Linked DNA regions of Mus musculus: regions 2, 3, 4, 5, 6 and 7 are each linked to region 1. The links are chromatin contacts, called in public Hi-C, HiChIP or PLAC-seq and promoter capture Hi-C maps. All regions are on one chromosome and are shown on one strand. Each heading gives the region's core, a stretch centred on a gene start, on an enhancer-like site or on the middle of the called end of the contact. The rest is flanking DNA. Distances are from core to core; before and after follow the strand shown.

Region 1 (3,028 bases), core at 220-2,719:
CTCGCCCAGAGAGCCGGGCCGGCGGGGCGGAGAGGAAGTGGTGGCTGCCGCTCTGCACCAACCATGTTCGGCCGGCGGGCGAATGTCACCCGGCGCCCGGAGCGGGTCGGAGGGCACAGGGCGGGCACTCATTCCCACCACGTCCCGGAGACCCCAAGCGTTCGTCAGCCTCACCCCCAACCCCATGCTAGCCCGCCGGGCGCCGCTCGGTCCCCGGAGGTTCCCCGCCCCCACACCTCGCCCGTTCCGTAGCCAAGGCGGGTCGGGGCCCAGCGCGCCAGGCCGGCCCCGGGGGCGCCCGCGGGGACCCGGAGGCACTCGCAGCTAGGCCGCGCCGGGGTGGGTGACCCCTGAGCGCGGAGCCCTCCGGGGACGCGCCTCCGAGGCGCCTCACGCGCTGGGACAAGTGCAGTGACAAAGCCCGGAGGCCAGGCCAGACGCTGGCCGGCGGGGAGGAGGACGCGACGTTCCTGGCGTGTGGCGGCGGCCCAGTCCCCAGGAAGCCGGGCGCGCCGGCCAGGCCCGCGCCCAGCCGCGCGCGGAGCCCGCCCGGCCCGAGTGTCCACTGGCACCAGACGCCGGTCACCCGACCCCAAGCCCCGCGGGCGAGCGCATCCTGGGACCGCCTTAGGGCAGCCTTCAAGTTTACAGTGGTCACTGCCCGGGCACGGGCATCTAGGGACCGCGGGTGCCAGTCTATTTACACCAGAGACCGCCGGGAAAGAAGGGCCGCTGGGCACCGAGAAGAACCCGGTTCCCTTCCTCGGACCTGGTGGCGACAGTGTCTGTAAACACTCATACACATACAACACACACACACACACACACACACCAATTTTATTTTAAATGAGGCCGGACTCCAACGGACCTGTACCCACAACACACGACACCTGGAGCGCAGAATCACACAGAGCAGATCTGTGTCCATGGAGCCACCTCTTCTCATCTGCAAATCCAAAAGTGAAATTAAACCTTCACTAACCTCCTCCTCCTCCCTCTCTACCTCCTCCTCTTTGCAGCCTCAGCAGCCCCAGTACCAGCGGCAACAGCAGCAGACCCCTGCTTCCCCTAAAATCAGATGATCCATAACTGCGCCGACTCTTCCTCCAAAAATCGGTATTAATATTTATGAACCCCGGCATTTTTCCGTCTGCAAAACATCGTGTCAAAGCATCAGGACGCACATACATACATAGCTCCTCCTGTCCCCGTCAACATGCCCTCGAGAGAAAACACACGCACAGCCACAACTATTATTTGAAAAAAAAAAATGTTACCTCTCAATGTGCTTTTTTTTTTCCACGCTACCAATACAATCCCGCAAGGTGTGAGTGTTGTTAGGGTGTGTAAAATGGAAATGAAAGCCCGTCAGTTGAATAATCGCAGGAGCAAAACTAAAAGTTAGTCCCCGGCTTGCCTGAGAACAGTCCAGATCGAAAGCAAAACAAGGAGAGGAAACTGCGAGGAGCCGAGGCTGGAAATCCCCCCCACCCCCGCCCTCTCCCGGCCCCGCTCCCTCCCTCGCTCCCCCTCCGCCCTCCTCCCTCCCCGCCCTTCCTCCCCAGTGTTTGTTTCAAGCTTGTGCAACCCGGAGGTGGAGGCAGAGGGAGGGCTCCAGCCGCCAGCCTGGAGGTGCGGAAGTTCGCCGCCGCTGTTCATTGGCGGCCGGCACGGCTTTCATCATTTCTCGGAAAAGTCAATTTCATTTTCACTTCCCCACGTCGCGGCTGCGGGGAGCAACAAGCGGCAGCGCGTGTGAGCGTGGGGATCGCGCCGAAGGGCGCGCGCTTTTCACCGGGGCCACGCTGGGACTGTGGGGCACCAGAAGTGGTGGACGGGGCGCTGGCTTGGGAGCTGGCCACCAGCTGGTGGTGGCCGTAGGGAAGGAAGGAGATGACCTGACTCTACATCCTACCTGAAGGGTGGAGATGGACCAGAGAGAGCCCCGGAAGCCTGGGGACCCTTCCCGACCTGTGGCTTAAGTGCTCAGAACCGCTGTGCACAGGCTGCATATACAAACTCATCTTGGAAAGTCGCCCGCTGCAAAGGAATGTAAGGAACGAAGTCAGCTGAAAAGACGGCATTACTTGTGCCCCTACTTTATTGGATCTCCTACTGGGGAACGGGGGGGGGGGGGGGGTTTGAGGGGGGTTGAAGGGCCAGCCTGGCACTCAGTGTGGAAGCTAGGATGGTTAGGAAGGCCTTCCCCTAGAAAGTCACTCTCCAAAGTTACTTCATGTCTTTGCCATAACCGGTCCAGTTCCTGCAAAATGCAAGGGTTTGAGTTACATGAACTTAAACTGTCTTGATTGGGACTGAACCTGGAGGGAACGCTGCCTGTTAACTCCTAAATTTGGCTGTCCTTATTGGTTGAACATCCTTGGCTGCTGTCCTCTGTGCTGTTCCGTGGAGACAATACTGAATGCAAGAAGAGGGCCCAGTACCTATGACAGGTGCAGCGGCCTATGGGCTCTACTAGGCCAGCTCGCTTGGAACCTCTTGCTGTTTGGTCACTTAACTTTAAAAGTATTCCCTTACATTTAGTTACACCTGCTTCTTGCCTGGCTTACAGTTTCCTCAGCCCACCACCTGCCTTCTCTAACCACTGGGGAAAGCATCCCACCCTAGGAGACTGTCACTATCTATGTGTAAACATCTGAAAAATAATTCTACCTCCTCTTTGCCATAGAATTAGTGGATTCCACAGACAGGGATAAAGGAAAGTATGCATGCCCTTGTAGAAGGAGAGCAGTGAGATTAAGGACCCTGTCTTGTGGCCTCAAAATAGATCCTTCCTGCACAGTGTCCTTTATTTCTCCCATAATAACACTGCACACTCCTTGCATTTATATTTCATATATCAGTAACCACAGGGATATACACACTGCATGGTAGTTGTATGTCTTTACCCACCAGGCACCTAAGTTAAAAGCCTAATAACCACAGGTCATTATTTTCTGGCTTTGTGTGTGTATGGGTGAGTGTGGTACATGTGTGCATGTGTGCATGTGTACTCACGGAGGCCAGA
Region 2 (3,028 bases), core at 200-2,699, 970 kb before region 1:
TGAGAAAGGGGTTCTTTTGTGGAGTCCTGAAACTAGCTCTGTAGACCAGACTGGCCTCAACTCACAGAGATCCCCCTGCCTCTGCTCCAGAGTGCTGGAATTAAAGGGGTGCTTTGTCTCTCCTTGCCAGTGTGGCCTCTTTGAAAGCCTTTTCCTGCTTTCCACTACTAACGTGTCCCTTCTAATTGCCTTATTGGAGCTGAACAGTGTTGGGGCACAGGCCCATGGCTATCAAGTTTAGTAACCAAATGACTGAATTTTTGCGTGATTATTCTGATTTAAGCATTTTCACAACAAAACGCAAAAATCTATTGAGGGAAAATTCAATTACATAATTTATCACTATCTCATATTATTACATTGATCCTTTGATTTATTGACACATACCTAGACTTGGAAATGTTAATAAACACGCCAGAAAAAAAAATCCATGGGTTGGAGAGATGGCTCAGTAGTACGAGATCTTAGAGAAGACCTCCAGCACCCACAGGGCGCTGGGTTCAATTCCCAGCACCCACAGGGCGCTCAAAATCCTGGGTCAACTCAACTCCAGGAGAGCCATTGCTCTCTTGCCTCCAAGGGCACCAGGCCCACACATGTAGCACAGACACACATGCAAGCAAAAAATCGAACTCATAAAACAAAACAAAACAAATGCAGAAGCAGTTGCTCTTGAGGACTGAGGCCAGGACGAGATAAGCAGATACATTTCCATTTTGGTCCAACCGGGATTAACAGTTAAAACCAGTTGGCACGGGGTCATTTATAGTTCGGGGACCAAAAGCGTTAAGGGAGAGGAAGCGGGTTGAACCAGGAACTTAAGAAACCGCGGAAACCCAGCCAGATCGTGGGGCGCAAGCGCAAAGGCCTGGTTTCAAAGAGCCGGTTAGATCCAACTGGAGGAGCCGCTTGTGCTCGTCGTTAAGTTACAACCGTGCTCGGTACTTTTATTGTCCCCATCCCACAAGGCATCCGCAGGTCCCCAAACGCCCGGAGACCTTCCGAGCCTCGGGCCCAAGGGTTCAGCGGCTTTCGCGGCAGGGCGCAGGCGCGGAAGCCAGCTTTTGTTTATTTTGGCCGCGTGCGACCGCGAGCGTCCGAGGGCGGAACGCGCAGGAGGGGCGGGGCGGCAACTCGGACGCCTCCAGGTCTCCGCGCTCCGCCCGCTTTGTCCCACCGCCCCCCTCTCCCGGCCCCCCGGAGCGCGGCGTCACAAAGCGCCGGCGGAACGCCCCAGCGGCCGCCCCTAGGCGCCGAGGGCGGGGAGGGCCGCTGGCCGCTGAAGTCGCCTCGGCCCCGCCTCCGCCGGCGCGACCGCCGAGCGAGTCGCTGGCGACTGGGCGCTGCAAAGCATCCTGGGAGGACGCGCTCGCGCCGGAAGGTCGCGTGTGCGCGCGGCGGCAGCGGCGGCGGCGAGGTTATAAAAGGGAGCGAGGCGGTGGCCGGCGGAAGTGGGCGGTTCGTCGGCGCCTTGTTCTGTTGTTTGGGGTTTGGGCTCCTGGAGGGGCGTTCTCGGGAGGGCCGCCGGTGCAGGCCGCGCTGACACAGGGCCGCTTCGCCCCCGGGGCTCCGTGCGCTTGCGCTCTCCCCGTCCCGCAGGGTCCCCAACATGGCGCAGGAGGTGTCCGAGTACCTGAGCCAAAACCCGCGGGTAGCCGCCTGGGTGGAGACGCTGCGCTGCGAGGGCGAGACGGACAAACACTGGCGCCACCGCCGGGAGTTTCTGCTTCGCAATGCCGGGGACCTGGTCCCCGCCACCGACGAGACTGCGGACGCGGAGAGCGGAGCCCGCACTCGGCAGCTCCAGCAGCTGGTCTCCTTCTCCATGGCCTGGGCGAACCATGTCTTCCTAGGGTGCCGGTGAGTGGAGGGAGCGTCGCTCTCCAGCCAGCCTTCCGGGCTTTGCTCCACGCCCCCTGCCGCTGGCCGGGGAGCGCTTTCGCGGGGACCGGCGACGCTGGGGAGGGCCGCTTGGGAAGCGCGGGAATCGGTGTGACACTGTGGGTCCTCGGAGGGAGAGCAGGAAGGGCGTCCGGGGCTGTCCCCGACCTCACAGTTGCCGGGCGTCCGGGTGGTATGCGCCCGGCAGATGGAGTTGTTGGTGCTTAGCTGACAGTATCTGCCCGGGAGACCCCGAGTTTAAAGGTTCCCTGGCACAGACCCGCCTCCCGAGCCCTTAGGGCATTCGTCTGGGCCATCTTCGATTGTCGCGCGGTTCGTACACTTTGATCACGACCAGGAAATGCAGTCTGCGCACTCCTGCATTCCTCACGCTGCCAGTACTTTCGGAAAAAAAAAAATAAAGCATAACAACAACAAAAACAAACCACTTCTTGAGAGCGACTTTTGCTTCTTTTTCAGGTACCCTCAAAAAGTTATGGATAAAATTCTTAGTATGGCTGAAGGCATCAAAGTGACAGATGCTCCAATCCATACCACACGAGACGAACTGGTTGCCAAGGTGAAGAAAAGAGGGATATCAAGTAGCAATGGTTAGCAGATCATAGATGTGAACATACATAGGAGTTTAGAAAATATGCTTTATAAAATTAGGAATCGCTGTCATTACTAATTTTTTTTAACAATCCAGAATGTGTATGCTGTATTAATCTAGTTAAAATGTTAAAGCTACACTGTGTGTGTATGTGTGTCTGTCTGAGTCTGTCTGTCTGTTTTGGTGCTGAATTTGATTAACTTTTAGATTTTCAAGTCCAATGTCTGATGCTGTTAATTTAATATTAAAAACTAATCATATTAATTGATACTGTTTTAACATACTAATGAAGTTGTTCCATATTTTAAAAGAAACTACTGGTTCTGAAAAAAGAATTTTTTTGTGCTTTTGTTTGTCTTGTTTTGTTTTGTTTTGATAGGGTTTCTCTGTGTAGCCCAGCCTATCCTGGAACTTGCTCTATAGACCAGGCTGACCTCAACCTCAGGGGTCATGCCTGCCTCTGCTTCCTGAATGCTGGGATGAAAGGCACTTTGCTGCCACCCCACTCTCTGTGATTTTTAAATGAATGTTTTG
Region 3 (3,028 bases), core at 362-2,861, 790 kb before region 1:
TATGTCTGTAACCACTCACTAGTAGTCTCTAACCCTTCCTCTCTAGTCTCCCTCACCTGGATTTATTAATGCTTTGGATTCATTGAACTGGTAAGAATATTTTAGCAGGATATTCAGATACCAATTACCTTGTGAATGTGGGGTTCCTGTATGGAGTATTTGTAGTCTAGATTCTATTAACACCCACATTGTCAAATGTTAATTTTTAAGCAACATATTCAAAACAAACAACAAATTACTATGTATCTACTACTACACAAGGAGTCTACTGCTACATAAGATTTGTCTTCTTTGTTTGAGAAGGCATTTTTGGAACACCAGGCTAGTCTCAAACTCTGACATCAGCCTGCCTCTGCCACCCTAACACTGGGATTAAAGGCGTACACCACTACCGCCAGGTGGGATTTATCTTCTAATCCTTACTCTACCACGTTCACCAAGCTAGGGTGCTCTTTTTCCTTTTTCATCTGGACACATTACAGAGTTGGAAAGTTCAATGACAGGTGATTTATAGGACCTATTCCTTCCGACTTTGATATTTTGCAAAGCAAACAAACCACCACCACCAATAACAACAACAACAAAAACCAAAACACAAACTACAAAATTCTGATTGACATGAGGATGCTCAAAAATATTGTATATCCCTCAACAACAGACTGAGGAGTGACTTCACTGAGCATTATGGACAGAAACCGAAACACCAGGGTCATTCATTTTTCTGTAGAGATTTTACTTACTCGATCGACCCTTTCCACGAGACCACAAGTTTTCAAATTTAAAGGCGTTCAGATTTGAAGACAGAATAACTCGACACACAAGCGCTAAGCCACACAAGGGATTTAAGGACGGCCAAGTGCTCTAGGGTCGTGGACCAAGGACACTCATCTTACCAAGGAAATCTAGGAAGACCTAAATACAAAAATGACAAATGAGGGAAGCGGGAGGCTGAGTCTCACGTAACCCATTCGTGCTTGCTGGCCATAAGGTTGCCCAGTGCTATCTGGCAGGGGAACCACCAACGTGGGACATCCGGACAGGCGAAGAAGGTTCTCAGAGCAAAGGACACGTGCGAAGTCTGGGTGCTCCACGTCGTGACCTGCGCCGGGACAGGGGTGTCTAGTCCTGGGTTCTCACCTCTTGGTCCTCGTTGGCACCCATCGTGCCGGGCGCACGGCGTTCGCTACCGCGATGAACGGGCGGGCAGCGGGCGGGAGGCCGGGGCACCCCGTTTCCGCGCCTCGGTCTAGAGAAATCCTCCTCGCAGCCGTGGGTACGACCTCGTGCGCTCCAGATCCTCGGCAGCACCAAGCCACCGGCAGTCGATTGTGGGCCGGGAACCCAGGATCGCGTTATGTGTGATCGGGAACCGGGATCACGTTAAGGGACACCTAGACCTCTGACCAGTTACTGATGGGCGGTACCGAGGAAGCCCCGCCCCTTCTCACGATCGCGTCTCCTATTGGCTCCTTCTCTTTCCGCCCCCAACTCTTTCTCCTCTAGGAAATGGAACACCTTCCTAACAAGGAAACCCGTTCTATTCCAGGACTGGTGTGGAGTGCTGTCACTCAAGCCCAGGAAGTGCTTCCTGTGCCAGCGGAGGCGGGGAAAAGGAAGTGTCGCCTTCTGTCGCCCGGTCTGCGGCTGGGGCTGTTGCTTGTCGGTGGCCGCATTCCTAGACGCCCCTGCCTGGCTCTCTTGCCTCTTTCGGGGCTGACGGCGACTCGCCGCAGCTGCAGCGGGTCCAGGGCGTGCGGCCAGGGTGAGTTGGGCCCAGAGACCTTCCAGGCCAGGCTATCCCGGCTGGCTTGGTGGCCTGCGTTTCCCCTTGGCGTCCACCGATGCAATCTTGGCGTTTCTCCTTCCCCTGCAAAGAATTATTGCCAGAGAGGTGGGAGTGGTGGAGGAAAATAATGTCAGTTTCTAGGACTTTGAGGTTATTCTCCTTGCCCAGTGGCAGCTACTAGAGCCTAATGCTGAGATCCTAGGGACAGCCCTTTGGTTCTTCATTTGAGCGTTTTGCAATCGGATGTCTCTGAATCCTTGCTTGTTAGCCGGTGACTTGCATCCCAAACCACCTGTTTATTGATAGCCGTCTTCTTTAGTAGATACTCTGATTGGGTTAGCTTGTTTCTCTTCTATGATAGATTGCACTGACGAGGTGATCTGGTGCTGAGGACTTAACTTTGTACTTCTCCATGTTCCCTCTCTGTCAATGGTTTGCTTGGTTTCTCCATTATTTTCCGGGAAATCAGGAAGCGATTTCTTTCCTGTGTGTCACTGAAATCTATTCAGTCAACACTTGTCCTGTTCCGTTCCTTTTTAAATTTTCCTACAGCATAGTCAGGACCATTGCAAGTGTCCAAGCTTGTAAGGTAGAATAAAGCCGGGATTGCTGGTGTAGTTTTCATGACGTTGTTGGAAAAGATTTACACTGTCAGCTGTGAGAGCCAGTAACTAAGGGAAGGCTAGAGAGCACTTGAAATCTGCTAGTTTAACGGAGGGTGTGCAGTTCCTATAAAATACGCACAGGCTTGAAGACAATGCACAAATAGGTTTTTACAAGTTCATCGATAACTTATAATGATGTTTGGAAAATATTGTTGGCTAAAATAGAATATATCTAAAATCCCACATCTTTCTTTTTCTTTTGGGGGGGAGTTGGGAGGCTGTCTTTGATATCTCCATAGCCCTGGCTGGCCTGAAACTGCCCCCTGCCTCTGCCTCTCCAATGATGGGTTTTCAGGAGTGCTTTCTGAGCCAACTTCTCTTTTCCCTTCTAACATAACTGCTGGAAATTTTGACTTTTTTTTTCTTTGATTCATGCTGTATACCTCTCAGGTGGTGCTAATTTTAAAACTTTGCAAGTTTATTCTACTTCCCCTTATAGCCGGTCAATATTCAAGGGCCACAGCTATTTCTTTGGAGCCTCTAAGATCAAGGGAAAAGGCCCTTTCACATTCTCATCTAGACTGTTTGGTTTTAGGCAGATATGGTAGCCATATTATATTTTGACCACTTCTATTTT
Region 4 (3,028 bases), core at 147-2,646, 630 kb before region 1:
GATATAGGGGCTGGAGAGATGGCTCAGCGGTTAAGAGCACTGACTGCTCTTCCAAAGGTCCTGAGTTCAATTCCCGGCAACCACATGATGGCTCACAACCATCCATAATGAGATCTGGCGCCCTCTTCTGGAGTGCCTGAAGATAGCTACAGTGTACTTACATATAATAAATAAATAAATAAATCCTTTAAAAAAGTAAAATACAAATACCTGTTTGATGTTTTAACTGATTGAGACAGGGTAGTAGTTACTGTGTAGCCTTGGCTAGCCTGGAACTCCCCATGCAGACTAGGCTGGCCTTGAATTCACAGAGATCTAGGGCTAAAGGCTTGTTGAGCCATCACACCTGTCAATATCTTCATTAAAACTTTTACTTTACATTATGAGATTAAATTAAATTTTGATCCTGCAGATCATACAAAATTAAAAGTAAAATAGAAAATCACTTTTCACATTTAGGTAAAACTTTTACATGAGTAAAACTACATACTAAATTTTGGGTCATTTTTATTTTAATATGATTTTTATGGTCATTGTAGTTATTAAAATGTTTTCAGCTGGGCGTGGTGACGCACGCCTTTAATCCCAGAACTCGGGAGGCAGAGGCAGGCGGATTTCTGAGTTTGAAGCCAGCCTGGTCTACAAAGTGAGTTCCAGGACAGCCAGAGGTATACAGAGAAACCCTGTCTCGAAAAAAAACTAAAAAAGAAAAAAAAATGTTTTCCGATGGCCCGGAATGATACATTTGTGTATGATAATTTGTTACATTTGTGTATAATTTGTTACATTTATGTATGGTAATTTGATTTATTACTCCCTTTTCCCTGTTACGGTTCTCCAAAGACATAGGATGTAGACTCAGTGCTATGCACCCTGTCTCCTACCCCCAAGAACATCCCCTCTACACATATTTCTCCTCCCCGGACACACAGGCACATACAGAGCGGGCCAAACTGGACAGGAAGACAAGCTGGAGATCGGGGCTGGAGATTCTGAAAGGTGCCTGCTGCCTGAGTTCCCATGGCCATCTATCCAAATCAGAGAGAGTAATCTGCTTTTCCCAGAGTCAACTGAGTGTTATTCTCATCTAAAACATACACAGTGGCATCTAGATGGATATTTGACCAGATGCCTGGTTACCATGGTTAGACAAATTGACTGAAAGGTTGTACCTACCGTTCTCCCAGGTTAAAAAGAAAAGAAAGAAAAGAAAAGAAAAGAGGAAAGGAAAGGAAAAAGGAAAGGAAAGGAAAGGAAAGGAAAGGAAAGGAAAGGAAAGGAAAGGAAAGGAAAGGAAAGGAAAGGAAAGGAAAGGAAAGGAAAGGAAAGGAGGAAAGAAAAGAAAGCACAACCTACACATGTCATAGCTCCTATAAGCCACTAGAGGGCACCATGACCATAGGAAATGGAAGGCATAGTGCCCACACTTTCTTTTAAGATAATCAAAGCCAGGGTAGAAACTCTGAGGGAAGCTTTCAAGTCTCTAATTTTTGTAGCTGGGAAAGTTGTGACCTTATGAAAGGCTACACTATGGGCTATGGAGGAAAACTGAAGTTCGGAGTTAGAACCATGACCTTTCACCTTGGCTTCTCGTGATTTCCACATAACGGCACACACTTTTGTTAGTGATCTCATGGCAATCATTTGCAATGCTGGGATTGTTTTGTTTGTTATAAGCTACATCTGAGAAAGAGGCCTCATCTTGTAAGAACAATGTAGGTGCAGAGTCTACAGAAGGAGTTACGGCAGGGCGGCTGCTCAGAGTTCCCACCCTTTGTTGGTATTGTGTCCAGAATAGTTTGGCTGAACACACAACACACTAAGGGTTTTCTTTGTTGGTTTCTTTTGTAAAACACTGGCTTCAAGTGACACCAGAGAGGCTTGCTGTGCACACAGTCTGGGTGCAAACATCTTTTCTTGGTGTGTGTGTGTGTGAGAGAGAGAGAGAACATATGTATGTGTGTTAGTTGCCAGGCAGTGTGTGTGGGGGTGTATTGAGTGAAAAGTGATGTCCCATGCAATAACATATATAATTTTTCTTTCATTTAAGAGTCAAGTCTAAATTTGAGAGCTCTAGCTCGTTAGTTCCAACAGGTGGATGAAGGGCTAATTTCTTTTGAGCATGCATGCATAATTTAAAATAAAAATTCTATATAACTTGGGAAAATACCATGTTTTGCCTTAAGTATCCGTCCTTTCTGGTTTTGTGGCAGCCCAGCCCCGTCTCCCTGTCCTAGACACCTTTCTCCAGGCTCTTTTCCTCTTCTTCGAGCTGCTGTCGCAGCCTTAGTCTCCCCACTAGGGGGCGAGCGAAGAAAGGCAGAACCAGGTCACAGGCCCGTTTGCTGCTCCAGGAAGAGCAAGCAGAGACTTACATAAGCGGGGTATTTGGGGCACTGTGTGGGGTGGCCATGTCCTGTACGTTGACTCTATAAAACTGTCAGGGATCCTCTCAGCTCAAAGGCTCCCACTGAAAATGATTAAAACACAAGATGCAACGGCAATGGGAATTTTAGTAGGATAAGCTTACCTCAGGGGCCAGATAACTCTCCTCGGTGCGATGAGTTTGCTATGGTTTGTCTGACTACAAGTACATGCTCAGGAACGTGGTTACTCAGTTCTGAGAGACCTCACAGCTGTGGATCCGTGAGTGTTTTCATCATCTTGGTATTGAGTGTCCTCTACCGCAAGTGCTAGGGACCAGAAATGGTTTTAGTTTTGGATGTCTTTGGACTTTGGTATATTTTAATAAACATAATGAGATATCTTGAGGACTGGACCCAAGTCTAAACAGGAAATTCACCTATGTTTCCTGTACTTGTATGTGTAGCCCGGAGATGATCTTAGATGGAATCTTTAGCGTGCTCTGTTTGGACGTTGATGCTTCAAGCTTCTCATGAGTCAGGTGTGGAGTCTTGGATGGGTGGCTTCTTTTCACCGTTCGAAAAGTTTTGCAATTTGGAACATTTCGGGTTTTATATTTTCGGACCTGAAATATTCAACTTGTGTAACAAGATGATCAGAACTA
Region 5 (3,028 bases), core at 142-2,641, 590 kb before region 1:
GTCTGAGTTGCTGTAGTTTGTACGCCGTCTGCTGTGGGTCTTGAGAACTGAGTTCCAGTTCTCTGGAAGAGCAGCGAGTGCTCCTAACCTCCAAGCCATCTCTCAAGCCTGGCACTGGTTCTTAGGGCTGAATAATTCTATTCCTCTTCCAACTGAATATTTTTAATATAAATCTTTTTTTTTTGATCTGTTAATGCAACACAGAATTCCACAGAAAAGATATGGAGTCTAATATGCTATTTTCCTGGGAAAAAAGCATGCATCGGGCTGGCGAGATGGCTCAGTGGTTAAGAGCACCGACTGCTCTTCTGAAGGTCCCGAGTTCAAATCCCAGCAACCACACGGTGGCTCACAACCATCTGTAGCGGAATCTGATGCCTTCTTCTGGAGTGTCTGAAGACAGCTACAGTGTACTTACATATACTAAATAAATAAATAAATAAATAAATATTTTTAAAAATGCATGAATTATGGCATTTTGTGTATCTCGAGATCTCCTTTGTATCCCTATTGCTAAGTTTAAACTAGCATTTCTTTAATAGTTGTTTAAAGTCTAGAACTAGAGTAAAATTTAGACATATGGGAAGCCTTTCATCACCCTGGCCTTCTGCTTGTCACCAGTAGCACTTCTGACACTTTGTTTCCTGCCTGAGCAGCTGGACTGGCAATTTTGTTGTGCTGATGGGAAACAGAGAGCAGTTTAAGTTAATTTTTTTACTTGAGCAAGAAGTAGGTCCTAGGCACAGGCTATAATCTTATTACTCTGTGAGGACTGAAAGTTCTGGGTCAGCCTGGGCTACAGAGAGAATTCTAGACAAGCATACAGCATGGCGAGACACTGATTCAATAAACAAACAAAGAAACAAACAGGAAAGAAAAAGAAAAACAAAGAAGCCTACCACCAAAATTAAAAATAAAAAAGAAGAGGAGGTGGAGGGGGAAGGGGAGGGGGAGAAGAGGGAAGAGGAAGAGGAAAGTTTGTAGAACCTAAACCTTTGCAGATGGTTCTGAGTACTCCACGCCAGGCAATCTACTGATTTTTGCTGTCTCCCCAGGCTCAGGCTATTTCTGTAGCTTTAAGGAAGAGATACGTATTGATTGTACAGCTATTTGCTTCCAGTCCTGCAGGATCTAGCCTGTCTTTAGTACACATGACAGAACCAATCAAGCACGGAGCGCTATCTTAAGATACAGTTTGTCACCCAGAGGGAAGAAAATCGGCAATAAAGACATGCAAATCCCTCCACTGTGATGCTGTCAGGCATTGTCAGAGGGGCTGGAAAGCTACCGAGGAGCCCACTTCTGTGTCAGCACCGAACAGGTTATAGTTATAGCAAGAGAGAGGAAGTGACATAGAGAAGCAACCTGATTGGCCACAGTCAGCATTCACCTTATATGGGCATGGCCTGATCGGCAGCAGCCAGGACTGGGAAAAGCCTGATGGCTGTGATTGGCTGAAACCTAGTTGCTTGGTTACAGAGGTACAATCTTAGGTTAGGCATTGTACTTCATTGGGAGGCTGCTTTGGGACAAGGTGTGTTACGCAAGTACAGTTATAGGTACCGGCTGTACTTATTTGTTTAATCATAATAAATCAACCTTTTAATGTTGCTGATTCGATTCGAACCAACTCTGCACTTAAGAGTATGTAAAATACTAGGTGGTTAGAAGAGAGACAGTGGAAACAGTGACTCCGAGCTTGTAAGTTAACATGACCAGAAGTAGTTTGTCTTTATACTCTGGTACACATTAGAGCGAAGAAAAAGGCCCCTCTTTTGTTTATATTTTTAATCCTCTTGGTCAGGCTCTATTTCACCTGTTAAAGAATTGGTGGCTAGGCTTTTGTTGACTGTTTCCTGTCTAGGACAGAGGAAAAGCAGCCCAATAGGTTTCAGAGTAGATGAGAGCAGATGCGTGTTTGCTACCCATATCCATTGTATACAACGCCTGATATGCATGGGGGGGGGGGTTCCTTCTCAAAAGTCTCCATTTCCATTTGCTGACAGAAGTCTAGGAATTTCACTACAGCTATAACCGTGACACTTCCAGACGCCTTCTTGAGACTATTTGACTGCAGGGTTAAATAGTGATCTTTAAAATATGAAAACAAACTCAGTCTGTTATGTATAACATGTATGAAATTGGATAAACAAATATAATAAACAATAATAAAAATGTTGCAAGGAGGGAGGTAGAAAGGTCACACAGATAAATCTGGGAGGCTGGAACACAAGGCCACAGCAGAGAAGGGCCAGGTAAGCCGTCTCCTGGCCTGGGATGCCCTGGGAGGTTGTGTCAGATGAGCCTTCAGTGGACGTTTAGTCTCTTGTTCTTGGTCACTTTGTTATCAAAAGCAAATAAAAAATGTCACAGTCTTTCAGGACAGCCTTATTCCCCTGGTGCTTTATTGTAGGACATGGGACAGAGATGGTGACTCTGTCCTTTTATAACCTGCTGAGGAAGTGTTCCTTTTAGAGCCTTGACATCTGTTTCCCATGCCAGCCTGTCCTGTAATTAATGCTTGCCCCACATAGTCACTCTTTGTTGGTATCCATTGGAACAGTTTGTTGGCTCTGCCCTGGGCTTACCAGATAGAAAGGCGGGTGGCTTCTCTTTGGATGGTACATGGCTTATCTCCCACAGTGAGTTAAGGGGGAGGGGGCAGGAAGTGGGCAAGACTGCCAGCCTTCTCAGAGCACAGAGGATCAGAGCAGATCTAGAGCAGGGAGCTAGGCACAGACAAAAGAGCCTTGAATCCAGAGGGACAGACTTTGCTTAGTGTTTTTATTGCTGTGAAGAGACATCATGATCATGGCAACTCTTATATAAAACACAGCTTTTGATTGGGCTGGCTTACAGTTCAGAGGCTTAGGTCATTATCATAGCGGCAGGAAGCATGGTGGCATACAGGAAGACAGGGTACTGGAGAAGTGGTTGAGAGGTTTACGCTCAGATCTGCAGGCAGCAGGCAGAGAGAAAGAAAGAGAGACACTGGGCTTGGTTTGAGCATTTGTAATCTCAAAGCCCA
Region 6 (3,028 bases), core at 174-2,673, 590 kb after region 1:
AAATTTTAGGTATGCTTTTTAAATCTATGACTTCGTCTCCCACTTGAAATCCATATGCCATTGGGGAAATTTATTATGAAGACCTGGAATGAATACATGGGTGGATTGTTAATGTATACCTGTACCTTTTCTTGAATAATAACTTTTTTGTGTAATACTTTGTTTTAAGCAAGCAAGTAAGCAAGCACTTTATTCATGAGTATTGTGACTTTTTTCCTTTTTTTTGATGAAATGGCACAATACTTATTACAGATGGAACAACCCCTTTACAGAAAAAAACAAAACAAAACCAAAAACCCAGTGTAGCCACAATATATAACACTGCATTGTAACACCTATGTTACTTGTCTGCTACTCGGAGGGCACTACCCATCACCATATTAGCGAACACTGCAAACCTAGGCTGCACACCTTTGATTCCAGCACTCTGAAAGCAGAGGCAAGTAGATCTCTGGGGGGGTCCAGACTAGCCTGGTCCACATAGTGAGTTTCAGGATAGCCAGGTTTACACAGAGAGACCCTGTCACAAAACAAAATAGTACAAGTTAAAGAACCTGGACTTCTTCATCTCAGTGTCATGGGGGTGCTAGCTCCTTATCTGTCAAGCTTCTCTTATTTTCTTATTTCATTTTTTTTTTTTTTTTTGTCTTCTCTACTCTATCTCCTCTCCCAGTGTCTTCAGAAATCCTTCATTTCCATCATCCCTCTAAGACAGTCAACACCCTTTATGGGCTTTGGCAGCTCTGTTACAGTATTGAGCAGCATTTGGACATCTTTCATCTCAGCAAACATCGTCTGTAGACTACCGGCTGCAGTCAAGAGAGGAAAGGAAAATATGTTCTCTCAAAATTCTTTGAACCAGTTTCTTTTGCGTGGGTAACAGCTTTTGTACCGAGTAGTTGTTGGCAACAAAAACACAAAATCGGAGCCAAATCGATTGTGGCAGCTATGTACACTCTCTGGCACTGGGGAGTCTTTCCATAAGTAAGTGGGAACCACAGGCTTCGCTTGACTCCTCCAGGTTTGTCTTAGTCCCCTACCCTTGGGCAGTGGAGTGGGGTCCGTTGGAAGAAAGTAGTAAAAGAGAGGATCAGGGACAGTACGAGGTTAATCAGAGAGCTAGAGAACAAGGCTGGCGTCTGGTATGGGGCTGTAGGCAAGGCGAGGAGCGGAGAGACGAAAATAAGGGGGTACCTGAGCGGAGCTCAACGCAGGCTTCTGACACCTGCAGCAAAATTTTCCACGAACAGACGCGGTCCCCGGGGGGCGGGGGCGGGGCTCGGGAAGTAGCGGGGTCCACTGCGATTGGTCGCGCCCCTTTCCGGCCGCCCCCGCCCCGGGTGGGCGGGGCGACCCCGCCCCACTGTCACTCAGCCGCAGGTCCCGCCCCCGCCCCCGCGCGTCTCGAGCCCTTGGGGTTTCAGTCCCCCTCGCGGTCCCGCTACCTGGGCGCGCCCGGTCGGCGGGCAGCTGCGGGCCCGGCGCGGGGCGGCGGCACCGAGGCGGGAGGGGGGGCGCGGCGGTGTCTGTTGGAGCGGTTCCCGCTCAGGGCCGCCGGCGAGGGCATGAGCGCGGGCTGCCCTTGCCTCGCGAGCGGCGGCGGGAGCGGCGAGGCGGCGGGGCGCCGCGCACAGGCCACGGCCCGGGGCGGCGCCGGGGGGCTGCGGGCCGGGAGATGAGCCTGTCGCCAGCGGCCCAGGAAGCAGCATGCACCGCGATGCCACCGACAGCAGCGGCGCCCGCCGCGGCCCCACGTCCGCCGCAGACGCCTGCCGCGCTGCCCGGGGCTCCGCGGACCGGCCGCGGACGGCGGACGGCCCGGGCTGGGGCTGGCGGGGGCCCGCGGCCGTGGCCGCCCTGGCAGTGCTGGCGCTGTGCTGCCTGGTCCCAGGCTGGGGACCGGCGGCGGGCACGGGGCCGGGCGCCGTGCTGCTGCGCCTCAGCCTGTACCTGAGCTGCGCCGCGGCCGCCTTGCTGCTGGGGACACTGGTCTCGCTCGTCTGCTGGAGCCCGCGCGCCCAGCCGCCGGACTTCGTCTCTTCCTGGAGCCGGCTGGCGGCGACCGTCCGCTGTCCGCTGCGGGTGAGTACCGGTCTCGACTGCCTCGCGTGCCCGCGGCCTCGTGCGCGCGCAGACCCCGGGGGGCTCCGGCCGGGTGGCCCTCCGGCAGCCGAAGCCCGCGGAAGACTGGGCTGCGCGGGCTTGGTCACGCGCGCCGTTTTAGGCGCTGTAGTTAACTCATCCACCATCCTCTGCACAGAGAGATCCATCCAGGCGGGTCTCCGATGTTGAAGTGCAGTTGGTGAGTGCCGAGAAAAATCCGCTTACAGCACCCACGGGAGGCAGGCTTCGCATTCATCACTGATGCTCCTGTTTGGTTCTTCGATCTGTAGTGGTTGGGAGATAACTTTATGACGGCTTACAGAAGAGAAAACTTGGTTAGGTCACCCAGTCCGAGGGAGCTCACTCAATGGGCCCCGTGTACTTCATACCTGTAAGGTCCTGTCTTCCACCATGTTGGTTAAGTTGTCATGCAGCTCAGGTGGATGTCTATTTGAGGGGGTTGAGGGGGTGGCATGCTCACCAGGAACCACTGTCGTTTGTTAAGAGGAAAAGCTGTCCTCAGGCAGGTGTAGGACATCAGGGTTGTGGTTATGTTGCGGAACGTAGGAAAGAACTGGATTTTCAACGTGCTTTGCCCTCCTTCCTACCAACCCTGTTTGCCTTAAATCAAACTTTACCTCCAGTCTGTTTATAATAACCCTTTAAAAGGACCTTCATTTTACCGGACTTGGCTGATTGATATCTTCATAAAACTAAAATTGCCCGAGATCTTGGGAGCCAGAGCAATGGCAGTGGCTCAACTTCATAAAAACGTTTGTTAGAGTGACTGCTGTCCCCAGAGTTTCTATTTGCTTATGGCATGAACCGTTTATTACTTTCTGGAAGAGCTTCCTACTTTTCAAAATGACTTTCCAGAGCCTGTCACTTCAGAATGGCATCCTCACTCATTAGACTCAGGAAACAC
Region 7 (3,028 bases), core at 193-2,692, 550 kb before region 1:
CAACTAGCCCCTGCCTTATATTATACCCTCTAAACTCCTTCTATATAGAAATTATAAAATTATGGCTGTATTTTTGCTTTGAGTTCTTCTGTGGCCCCCAGTCCATCAAGAGTAGGAAATAAAACTTTGAACATGGCTAGCAAGTCCCTGCATGATCTACGCTCCCTCTCTCTGACCTCACCGCCCACGGCTTTCCTGTTCAGCTCTGACTCCAGCCATACTGGCCTTCTTGCATTTCTTCCAACAGAAACCAAGACTGGTTTAGACTTCAGGACCGTCGCACTTGTTCCCATGGCCCTGGACACCAATCCCTTCACTCTTTGAGGGGCTCTTCATGCTCTAGGCCCCAGCTACTGGCATGCCTCACAGAGGTTAATGCATCTTTATAAAATGTGGCACAACTTTTGGCTTTAACTCAGCTTCCTGCATTTCTTTTCTGCTGGACCATTCATTGCATGGGACCATATTTGGTATGTTGCCTATTTAATCTGCTCAGTGAATGAATACCAAAGTTGTCACATGATCACAATCCCTCTTAAGTCATAATTACTGCAAAAATTTGTGTGACCATTTTGGTGTCTTGAGAACTGATGTTTTGTTGATTTGAGATACCTGAATGTCAGTAACGCCCATTCGTGAAAACATTAACAAAAAATTCACCTCTATGGCCCTTTACACATTGATCTTCTAAACCAGTCGTCTTTCTGTTCCTTGCCATTTTAGCAAAGGGTACCTTTTAAAGGCTTGTCTTGAATCTAAAAGGAGGTCGCTAAACATTTAGCTAATAGGTTTGTAGTTAGTAATTAATATTGCTTGATGTAGTTATAGGTTTTATATGCGACTTGTGGCTTTTTATCCCCACCCCCTTGGTATCCACAGAGAGGTTGTTCTGGCTATGTATTACCAAGCCACATACTGGAGATGGATGATGGCCTCCCTTCTAGATCTCATTGCCTTTCTGCCTCCTGGATGTCTTGCCAGAGCTTCCTGAATCTTAACCCTTTAGGGCCCTCCGACTGCTGAATACACGTTTCCATGAAGGCTTCCTATTGCTGGCTCTGCATCTTGTCACCCATCAGCGTGGAATGCCACCTTTAAAAATGATTGGGAACGTCTCGTTGTCACAGATGCATTAAAGAAAAGGAAAAAAAAAAAAAAGAAAGAAAGAAAGAAAAAAAAAAAAAAAAACCACCCAGCTCAAACGGGAAATGACAGATCACCTCCAGAGGCAATCAAGTTTATTCTCCTTGTTTAGAGCTCAAAACGCATTTTTGGCAACCCAAATGGGGAGGTGAGAGTGGTGGATAAGAATGGGAGTGGCGGCGCGTGGCGGGGCTGGCGGCCAGGCCGGGCGCCTTTAACTCGGCGTGACCTCGCGTCTGGCCCGCGCCCCCTCCTCCGCGCGCACCGCTGTCCTGCAGCGATTGGTGCTTGGACCATAAGCAGCTGTGCAGGGCCCGGCGGTGCAGAGGCCCCGGGCCCGCCAGCGCAACCAGGCCATTGGGGAGTGACTTCCACTCAGGATCGCAGAGGGCGCAGGCCGTTGGCGCGTGGCAGTCGGCGTGGGCCTGGCGTCCCCGCGCGTTCGCGGCGCCCCGCGTCTCCGGCTGGGCGCAGGTGGACCAGGCCGGGCGCCGCAGATCAGCGCGTTCCCACGAAGGCTAGCCCTCGGAGCGAGGGGGAGGGACCATCGGAAAGACGTGGAACGATCCGCGCGGTGTCATCCGCAGGGCCCAGGCCCCGCGCCGCCGCCGCCGCCGCCGCCGTCGCCGTCGCCGCTGGGGCTTTGCTGCGGGGATCTACGCCGAGCCTCCGCGCTGCCCCGAGATTAGCATGACACTGGGTAGCCGTCCCGCTTTCGGCGGTGCCAGAGCGCAACGCGCTAGTCCCCGAGCCGCGATGGCCTCGCGCGGGGGCCGATCGCCGGGCTCCGCAGCCACCGCGGCCCGTGAGTAAGAGTATGCCTGCGGCGGGGGACCCACGCGTGTCGGCACGCGCCCCCACCCTCCCGCGCCCCCGCCAGCCTCGGAAGGAGGAAGCCTGACGGCGCGCCGCGGTCGCCAGCACCCAACGGGGCTCTTCCTGCGTTGTCGCAGCGGCGGTCCCGGTGCTCCCGTGCGCCCCCCGTTCGAGCCTCTGGAATGAAGACTGCCTCCCGAGGACTGCGAGAGAGAAGCAGAGACAGCGGGCGCCGGGGACTGCGGCCCTCGCGGCTGGGAGGTCCAGGGGGACGCGACTCGGACGCTGTCATCCCCACGCCTCGCGCTGAAGCCTCCTAGTGCGGTTGGGGCTGCCGCCCACCGGTCAAGCTGCCGGGGCGTGCGATCCCGGGTCGGCCCCCGGAGGCCTCGGCTTCCTCATTTGTTTGGGTCTTTTGTGCTGTGGCGCACAGTTGGCTAAGCACTCCTGCGCTGAATCGGGCCATTGTCTGCGCTCCCATTGCTTCCACGCTGCAAGTCTCGGCGCCCCCACCCGGGCCGCCCCCTCCCGGCCGCCGAGCCTCCCAACGTGCCTTCCCCCTCAGGAATCTGGAAGCTGGAAGCCCGGCGGATTGCAAATGAAGTGGAATGCATTGTGGGACGAGTGTAAAATCCGAGCCTTCTCCGTGGGGGTGTGGGGGGGCGTGGGGAGGGCCGGACCTGCCGCCGGCGGTGTAGACACCGACGAGAAGAGGGGCTGGGGGAAAAAATGTGCGCAGAGTCCTCCCGGGTCGTGGCCTCGGTAGACGGATGAAGCAGCGCGCTGCGCCCTGGCGCTGAGGCCCTACTATCGGGGCACCAGGGTCGCCCTTTCCCACCATGAAGAAGACCCGGAGCACAACCTTGCGGCGAGCCTGGCCTAGCTCGGATTTCTCGGACCGGGCCTCGGACCGCATGAGGTCCCGCAGCGAGAAGGACTACCGCCTGCACAAGCGCTTCCCCGCGGCCTTCGCGCCCCAGGCTTCTAGGGGCTACATGACATCAGGTTGGTAAAGCACGGTTCAGCCGCCGCCTGTGATTGCTGCGCCGCGGCTAGTTGAGGGTTTGGG

Evidence for each region. Promoter capture Hi-C pulls out the DNA fragments that hold promoters and counts their contacts. A called contact is a pair of places that touch in the nucleus more often than the background predicts. HiChIP or PLAC-seq counts read pairs in DNA pulled down with a chosen protein or histone mark. Capture Hi-C pulls out chosen DNA fragments and counts their contacts.
Region 2: a contact with region 1 is called in an HNF4G HiChIP or PLAC-seq map of pancreatic cancer cells. The contact joins the promoter of Cdkn2aip here to the promoter of Irf2 in region 1. A contact is called at or near these places in 1 of 39 promoter capture datasets (embryonic stem cells), 2 of 484 Hi-C or Micro-C datasets (both in embryonic stem cells), 4 of 115 datasets of contacts at active chromatin or transcription factors (astrocytes, extraembryonic endoderm stem cells, memory CD8 T cells and 1 more) and 1 of 9 other capture datasets (adipose tissue).
Region 3: a promoter capture Hi-C map of liver shows a contact between it and region 1, with 2.5 times the contacts expected there. The contact joins the promoter of Trappc11 here to the promoter of Irf2 in region 1. A contact is called at or near these places in 5 of 39 promoter capture datasets (the HPC-7 cell line, embryonic stem cells, liver and 2 more), 3 of 484 Hi-C or Micro-C datasets (effector CD8 T cells, embryonic stem cells and muscle stem cells), 2 of 115 datasets of contacts at active chromatin or transcription factors (astrocytes and neural tube) and 1 of 9 other capture datasets (liver).
Region 4: a contact with region 1 is called in a promoter capture Hi-C map of hippocampal neurons, with 10 times the contacts expected there. The contact joins the enhancer-like site here to the promoter of Irf2 in region 1. A contact is called at or near these places in 18 of 39 promoter capture datasets (the 3T3-L1 cell line, 3T3-L1-derived adipocytes, the C10 cell line and 10 more), 1 of 15 datasets of contacts at CTCF or cohesin (large pre-B cells), 9 of 484 Hi-C or Micro-C datasets (embryonic stem cells, palatal mesenchyme and pre-B cells), 15 of 115 datasets of contacts at active chromatin or transcription factors (the SCID.adh cell line, SST interneurons, acute myeloid leukemia and 11 more) and 2 of 9 other capture datasets (adipose tissue and embryonic stem cells).
Region 5: a contact with region 1 is called in an H3K4me3 HiChIP or PLAC-seq map of stem cell-derived neural progenitor cells, with 4 times the contacts expected there. The contact joins the enhancer-like site here to the promoter of Irf2 in region 1. A contact is called at or near these places in 2 of 39 promoter capture datasets (cranial neural crest and embryonic stem cells), 3 of 115 datasets of contacts at active chromatin or transcription factors (cardiomyocytes, large pre-B cells and stem cell-derived neural progenitor cells) and 1 of 9 other capture datasets (embryonic stem cells).
Region 6: a promoter capture Hi-C map of embryonic stem cells shows a contact between it and region 1. The contact joins the promoter of Snx25 here to the promoter of Irf2 in region 1. A contact is called at or near these places in 6 of 39 promoter capture datasets (the 3T3-L1 cell line, the C10 cell line, the SN4741 cell line and 3 more), 4 of 484 Hi-C or Micro-C datasets (CD4 T cells, Th1 cells and embryonic stem cells), 4 of 115 datasets of contacts at active chromatin or transcription factors (astrocytes, embryonic stem cells, memory CD8 T cells and 1 more) and 2 of 9 other capture datasets (adipose tissue and macrophages).
Region 7: a contact with region 1 is called in a Hi-C map of embryonic stem cells, with 2.4 times the contacts expected there. The contact joins the promoter of Stox2 here to the promoter of Irf2 in region 1. A contact is called at or near these places in 5 of 39 promoter capture datasets (cranial neural crest, embryonic stem cells, hippocampal neurons and 1 more), 15 of 484 Hi-C or Micro-C datasets (cerebellum, embryonic stem cells and palatal mesenchyme), 3 of 115 datasets of contacts at active chromatin or transcription factors (SST interneurons, embryonic stem cells and large pre-B cells) and 1 of 9 other capture datasets (embryonic stem cells).

What each region holds. Positions count from the first base shown.
Region 1 is chr8:46,738,186-46,741,213 of GRCm38.p6, reverse strand. Irf2 (interferon regulatory factor 2) reads right to left here and starts at 1,469. Exons shown (of 9, transcript NM_008391.4): 1 at 1,278-1,469. Gm16675 (predicted gene, 16675) reads left to right here and starts at 1,699. Exons shown (of 3, transcript NR_045750.1): 1 at 1,699-2,052.
Region 2 is chr8:47,712,352-47,715,379 of GRCm38.p6, reverse strand. Cdkn2aip (CDKN2A interacting protein) reads left to right here and starts at 1,449. Exons shown (of 3, transcript NM_172407.3): 1 at 1,449-1,860; 2 at 2,362-2,492. The coding sequence starts at 1,610.
Region 3 is chr8:47,532,053-47,535,080 of GRCm38.p6, reverse strand. It overlaps Trappc11 (trafficking protein particle complex 11), which reads left to right and starts at 1,611. Exons shown (of 30, transcript NM_177240.3): 1 at 1,611-1,762. It overlaps Rwdd4a (RWD domain containing 4A), which reads right to left and starts at 1,436. Exons shown (of 8, transcript NM_203507.3): 1 at 1,138-1,436. The coding sequence starts at 1,161.
Region 4 is chr8:47,370,194-47,373,221 of GRCm38.p6, reverse strand. It overlaps a transcript of Stox2 not described here. Among named protein-coding and RNA genes, the nearest start is that of Gm39171, 48 kb to the right of the region's middle. Within about 2 kb of position 1,396, at least 30 of the 459 cell types and tissues checked have an H3K27ac peak or open chromatin away from gene starts, as enhancers often do. A contact at or near this core is called in SST interneurons, adipose tissue, hippocampal neurons and 1 more, where this site is marked.
Region 5 is chr8:47,332,739-47,335,766 of GRCm38.p6, reverse strand. It overlaps a transcript of Stox2 not described here. Among named protein-coding and RNA genes, the nearest start is that of Gm39171, 11 kb to the right of the region's middle. Within about 2 kb of position 1,391, at least 169 of the 459 cell types and tissues checked have an H3K27ac peak or open chromatin away from gene starts, as enhancers often do. A contact at or near this core is called in embryonic stem cells and stem cell-derived neural progenitor cells, where this site is marked.
Region 6 is chr8:46,150,836-46,153,863 of GRCm38.p6, reverse strand. Snx25 (sorting nexin 25) reads left to right here and starts at 1,423. Exons shown (of 19, transcript NM_001372342.1): 1 at 1,423-2,082. The coding sequence starts at 1,708.
Region 7 is chr8:47,287,816-47,290,843 of GRCm38.p6, reverse strand. It overlaps Stox2 (storkhead box 2), which reads left to right and starts at 1,442. Exons shown (of 4, transcript NM_001114311.1): 1 at 1,442-2,964. The coding sequence starts at 2,799.